Regions from separate parts of the Sus scrofa genome. Here region 1 is linked to region 2. The links are chromatin contacts, called in public Hi-C maps. All regions are on one chromosome and are shown on one strand. The core of a region is the stretch at or near the end of the contact, and the rest is flanking DNA. Distances in the headings are between cores, read along the strand shown.

Region 1 (2,933 bases), core at 117-2,616, 61 kb before region 2:
AGCTGTGGCTGCTGCCCTACACCACAGCCACAGCAACGCAGGATCTGAGCCACATCTGTGATCTACACCATAGTTCGCCGCAACGCTGGAGCCTTAACCCACTGAGTGAGGCCAGGGATTGAACTTGTGTCCTCATGGATGCTAGTCAGATGGGTTTCCTCTGAGCCATGACGGGAACTCCTGGATTCGGGGTTTAGAGCTTCCCAACTTTCACTCTTTGACGGGTCACCCAGTCCGAGTGGGGCCAGAGTGTCCCTCAGTTTACCCTGCTTCACCAAGGAGAGGCACCTGGGCCCAGGTGAGGGTAAGGGGACTTGCTGGGTGGCAGTGGGGGTGTCTGGGCACCATTTTATCATTCCCAGTGACCAGTGGGCATAACCAGCTTGTGACAGGCCTTCCAGAGAGGGAAGGCACAGGTGCAGTCGTGGAACCTGGGAAAATGACATAGGGATTCTGGTACTCAACTGCTTATGATAATATCAAGACTTACACAGCACTTAGCACTTACTGTGGGCTAGACTAAAAAGTTAAAAAAAAAAAAAAAGAAAGGCTTTACATGTGGCGTTCCCATCGTGGCTCAGTGGTTAACGAATCCGACTAGGAACCATGAGGTTGCAGGTTCGATCCCTGGCCTTGCTCAGTGGGTTAAGGATCCGGCGTTGCCGTGAGCTGTGGTGTAAGTCGCAGACGCGGCTCGGATCCTGAGTTGCTGTGGCTGTGGCGTAGGCCAGTGGCTACAGCTCCATCCGATTCGACCCCTAGCCTGGGAACCTCCGTATGCCGAGGGAGCAAAAAAGACAAAAAAAAAACCCAAAAAAACCCCACAAAACTTTACATGTGTTAATTCAGGTAACCCCCTCCCCCAGCACGCACTATTAAAGATAAAGTCCCCCTTTTTTTTGCTTTTAAGGGCCGGATCCGAGGCATATGGAAGTTGCCAGGCTAGGGGTCTAACCCGAGCTACAGCCACCAGCCTACACCACAGCCACAGCAACGCAGGATCTGAGCCGCGTCTGCGACCTACACCACAGCTCACCGCAACACCAGATCCTTAACCCACTGAGTGAGGCCAGTGAACCCAAAACCTCATGGTTCCTCCTTAGACCATGGGAACTCCAAGATAAAGTCCTTATTTTAGGAACAAAGATTAAAGATCCTATTTTAGGAACAGGGAAACTAAGGCATTGACAGGTAAAGAACCTGCCCGTGAAGAGTTCTCCTAGGGTTTCAAGCTTCGTAGACCAGCGAGAGGGCTGCTTCTGGGTCCCTGGGTCTTTCTGTCCTATCTCCCTAGGTTTACACCTGCAGAGCGCTGCTCAAACATGACTGCAGCAAGGCCTCCCCCGAGGCCGCAGTGCTCGTGGGCGGGGCTGAGGGGCAAAAAGGAACTGGAAGAACAAAAGGAAGCTTTGTGTCGGGGTGGGAGTCCCCTTAGAGCCGCAGCCAAGGTGGGAACGCAGGGGGGTGCAGGGAGGGACGGAGAGAAGGCGTCAGAGCCCAGGACTGCGAGGATCGCGGGGTATGGGGACTGGTGGGCGGCGAGAGGGACCCTAGATTTTAAAAATTCTTAAAGGACTCTCTGGAGCGGGAGGGGGCGGGTAGCCGTTTCTTGGCTCGGCCGGACCCTACTTTCGGCTCCTTTCCCGAGCAATCCGCGTGGGGAAGCCGCATTCCGGCGGCCCGCTGCCTTTTGTCTTCTCTGCCTTCCCCGGGGCCCTGGTGCCCTTCACCCCGAGTAGAGTCAGCGGCGGGCGCCTGGGTGTCCCCAGCTCCGAGGGCTCAGGGCTGTCCGCCTGTCCCATGGCCCCAGCCCAGTCTGGGTTCGCACCCCTGGGCTGGGCTTCCCGCGCCCTCTGACCGCCACTTCCCCAACGTCCCCCAGCTGGGAGAGTCGCCTGGTTTCCAGTTTGTCCTGGGATTCCTGGGAGCACAGGGTGATTCCCGGAGCACCTGCAACCAACCTGAGTCTCCTAAGCTAAGATGGGGGAGCATTCTCCTAACACTCAAGGGAAAAATCTTGGGTGTACGTGTGTGGCCCGCCCTATAAATTTAGGGTAAAGATTGACTATTAAAAAGCAAACTTGGAGTTCCCATTGTGGCTCAGCAGTTAACAAATCCGACTAGGAACCAAGAGGTTGAGGGTTCGATCCCTGGCCTTGCTTAGTGGATTAAGGATCCGGTGTTGCTGTGAGCTGTGGTGTAGGCCAGGGGCTACAGCTCTGATTCGACCCCTAGCCTGGGAACCTCCATATGCCGCGGGAGCGGCCCTAGGAAAGGCAAAAAGGCAAAAAGACAAAAAAAAAAAAAAAGCCCCCAAAACCAAAAAAACAACCTTAGGAGTTCCCGATGTGGCTCAGCAGTAATGAACCCGACTATTTTATCCATGAGGACGTGAGTTTGAACTCTGCTTCGTGGGTTTGAACTCTGCTTCGTGGGTTAAGGGGGTCCATCCAGCTTTGCTGTGGCTGTGGTGTAGCTGCAGCTTTGATACCATCCCTAGCCTGGGTGAATTTCATATGCCACAGGTGCAGCCCTAAAAAGCAAAAAATAAAATAAAAAGCAACCTTAAATACCTTTGTTTTTTGGAAAAAAATAAATGCAAAACCTTTTATATACCCATTTTTTTTAAATTAAACCTTTCGACATAATTGTAGACACATGGAGCTGTCAGAAATAACACAGAGAAATCCCATGTACTCTTCACCCAGTTTCCCCCAAGGGTAGCATCTTGCAAAACTATCGTACTTTGTCACAAACAAGATGTTGACATTGATAATGTGAAGACACAAGACGTTTCCATCACTACAAGGATCTCAGGTGTTGTCCTTGTATGGCCACACTCATTTCCCTCTGGCCCCATTTCCTCCTTAATACCCCCCAGGCGCAGGGGGTGGGGGGCACTCGCTAAGCTGTTCTCCATTTCTGCAATTGTG
Region 2 (2,844 bases), core at 146-2,645:
GAGCAACCCGCCCTGCGTGGCTCCTCACCACCCACCCCTTTACACCCACCTACATGCCACGCTTATATCGTACATAGATCTGAGTAGGTACAGGGCGTGCGCCTTCTGTGTTTGCACATGGAGGGCGTGCTGTGTGTCTATGGGTGTGTATAGGTTGTGTGAAGTGTGTAAAGGGATTTTGCCTATCTCCTGGGAGCATGGTCTCCAGGGTTTAGGGCCAGAGCAGGGCTGGGTGTCTGGGGGTGGGGGGGGGAATCGCCAGAGTTTAGGGCCAGAGCAGGGCTGGGTGGGGGGAGGGTGCACCCCTGGGGCTTGGCTCCACCATCACCCGCAGAGCTGGAGCTGCAGGCAGACACGCTGGCTCTTGAGTGCCCGACCAAGGGTGGACAAGCTCTTTTTTAGCACTCCCGAGATGGGGGCACTTCCAGACCTTCCCAAACACCGATGGAGAATAAACACGTGCAGAGGGGTCAGTAGTGGGGACAGCCTAGTGCAGGAAGCTCAGGTTCTGGTCCTGTTGTGGGATCTCCCCAGGGTCGAATCCCTGGGCTCCAGGCTTCCCAGCCCCAGGCCCTTCTTCCTGCCCCTCTAGCCGCCCATCACAGCACTCTTTTTTTTGTTTGTTTGTTTTTTGTCTTTTTTTTTTTTGCCTTTTCTAGGGCTGCTCTCGAGGCATATGGGGGTTCCCAGGCTAGGGGTCAAATTGGAGCTGTAGCTACAAGCCTACGCCAGAGCCACAGCAACGTGGGATCTGAGCTGCATCTGCGACCTACACCACAGCTCACGGCAATGCCGGGTCCTTAACCCACTGAGCAAGGCCAGGGATCGAACTCGCAACCTCGTTGTTCCTAGTCGGATACGTTAACCACTGCGCCACGACGGGAACTCCAAATTTTGAGGCTATAGCTTCTCAGCACTCTTTTTTTTCTTTTTCTTTTCTTTTTCTTTTTTTTTCCGCCCATCTCAGGAGAGCTGTTTCCACACGGAGCGCAGGCATTTTACCTCCCCCAGTCCCGGGACCAGGGCCAGGCTTCTTTCTGGACTCTGTCACAATAAAGGACTTCACTCTCCGATGATAAAACTTAACAGCCCCATTATCTAGAGCAATGACTCTCCACCATTGTGGCAGCGGCTCTGAGTACGAACATTTTTATCATGATCTGCCAACGTTTATACACACGTATATAATTGAAACAAAAATCGCATAAAATACCACCAGCCTCTGCCCGCTGTTCATGTGTGATCGGCCCTCTCCAGGGGTCCCCGGTGCCAGGAGGTGCAGCACCCAGGGAGAGACCTCCTGTCCATTAAGGCCCCAAGTCAACATTTTCAACTGTGCCCCACCCGATCCTCTGGGAAGCCAGCCACCCCTCTTATCGGGCCCTGCCCACCCCCTCCCGCTGGAGGTGGGCACATGGAGCGGGGAAGGGCAGCCAAGGGCCCCACCAATATTCTCCTGGAATTTCTACACCCCCGCTGTTTGCTCAGGCAAAGGCAGGAAGGCTCCAGGGAGAGTTCCCCCGCCCCCCCAACCCCGCCCCTCTTCCTGGTTATTGTGGATCTACTACCATCTGATCAAGGACATAGCATTTAAGAGAGGCCATCTCATCTACCTTTCAGTGTTTAATCGTGTAAAGGAGCCGGACAGCCAATTCTCTCTCTCTCTCTCTTTTATATTTGGTTTGCTTTTTAGGGCTGCCCCTGCGGCATATGGAGGTTCCCAGGCTAGGGGGCTCATCAGAGCTGCAGCTGCCAGCCTACGCCACAGCCACAGCAAAGCCAGATCCGAGCCGCGTCTGCGACCTACACCGCAGCTCACGGCAACACTGGATCCTTAACCCACTGAGCGAGGCCAGGGATCGAACCCGAATCCTCATGGATACTAGCCGGGTGGGTTACCCCTGAGCCATGATGGGAACTCCTCTTCTCTTTTGGATGAGAACCCTGAGGAAGGTTGAATGGAAGTAGGATGAATACTAATATTTCTTCCTTCCTTTCTTTGCCATGCCCATGGCATGCAGAAGTTCCTGGGCCAGGCGAGCCCCAGCAGTGACAACGCCATACCCTTAACTTGAGGAGCCACCAGGAAACTCCAACCCTAACATTTCTTTACTGCCTATTTGGTGGCAGATCTTGGGCTGTATCACATTCAACCCTCCGAGGATCCTGGGAAGCAGGTATTAAAATCCTCAGGAGTTCTCACTGTGGTGCAACAGGATTGGCGGTACCTTGGGAGCACTGGGACACAGGTTCAACCCCTGGCCCGGCCTGGCACAGTGGGTTAAGGATCTGGCGTTGCTGCAGCTGCGGCTTGTGCTGAAACTGCGGCTTGGATCTCATCCCTGGCCTGGAAACTCCACAGGCTGTGGGGTGGCCAAAAAAGGAAAAAAAAAAAAGGAAAGAAAAGAAATCCCCATCTGATGCACCTAGATTTGGGGTCCGGTTACACTGCAAGCGATAGCAGTGGGGCCTGACACTGGGTCCAGTACTTTTTGGACAATACTAGATTTTTGTCATATGTACATATATCGTACTTAGCTCGAAAATTCCAACCTTGTTTTTTGGTTAAGAAATGTCTCTTGCATACAGTTATAAAGTACAAAAGGGCTTCCTTCCTCTCCACTCACCCAGTTTCTCTCCCAGAGGGTAATTAATGTCACCTTTTTCTTATAATACACTCCAGGTAGAGTTTATGTGTATAGAATTCCTTAGGCACACACACACATGTATCCACGCATGCCTGTCTTTCACAAAGGGTATTATATATACTTTTTTTTTTTTTTTTTTGAGCTGAACCTATGGCACATGGAAGCTCCCAGGCCAGGGATCCAGGCCCAGCTGTGG

What was found. Hi-C and Micro-C count contacts between places; a contact is called where the count stands out from the background.
Region 1: a Hi-C map of fetal liver shows a contact between it and region 2, with 2.1 times the contacts expected there. The contact joins two enhancer-like sites. A contact is called at or near these places in 3 of 5 promoter capture datasets (fetal liver, fetal skeletal muscle and liver), 29 of 47 Hi-C or Micro-C datasets (adipocytes, adipose tissue, alveolar macrophages and 17 more) and 2 of 2 datasets of contacts at active chromatin or transcription factors (alveolar macrophages and skeletal muscle).

What each region holds. Positions count from the first base shown.
Region 1 is chr5:18,229,069-18,232,001 of Sscrofa11.1, reverse strand. No RefSeq gene overlaps it. Among named protein-coding and RNA genes, the nearest start is that of KRT18, 13 kb to the right of the region's middle. Within about 2 kb of position 1,366, at least 21 of the 83 cell types and tissues checked have an H3K27ac peak or open chromatin away from gene starts, as enhancers often do. A contact at or near this core is called in fetal liver, where this site is marked.
Region 2 is chr5:18,167,777-18,170,620 of Sscrofa11.1, reverse strand. No RefSeq gene overlaps it. Among named protein-coding and RNA genes, the nearest start is that of KRT8, 11 kb to the left of the region's middle. Within about 2 kb of position 1,395, at least 12 of the 83 cell types and tissues checked have an H3K27ac peak or open chromatin away from gene starts, as enhancers often do. A contact at or near this core is called in fetal liver, where this site is marked.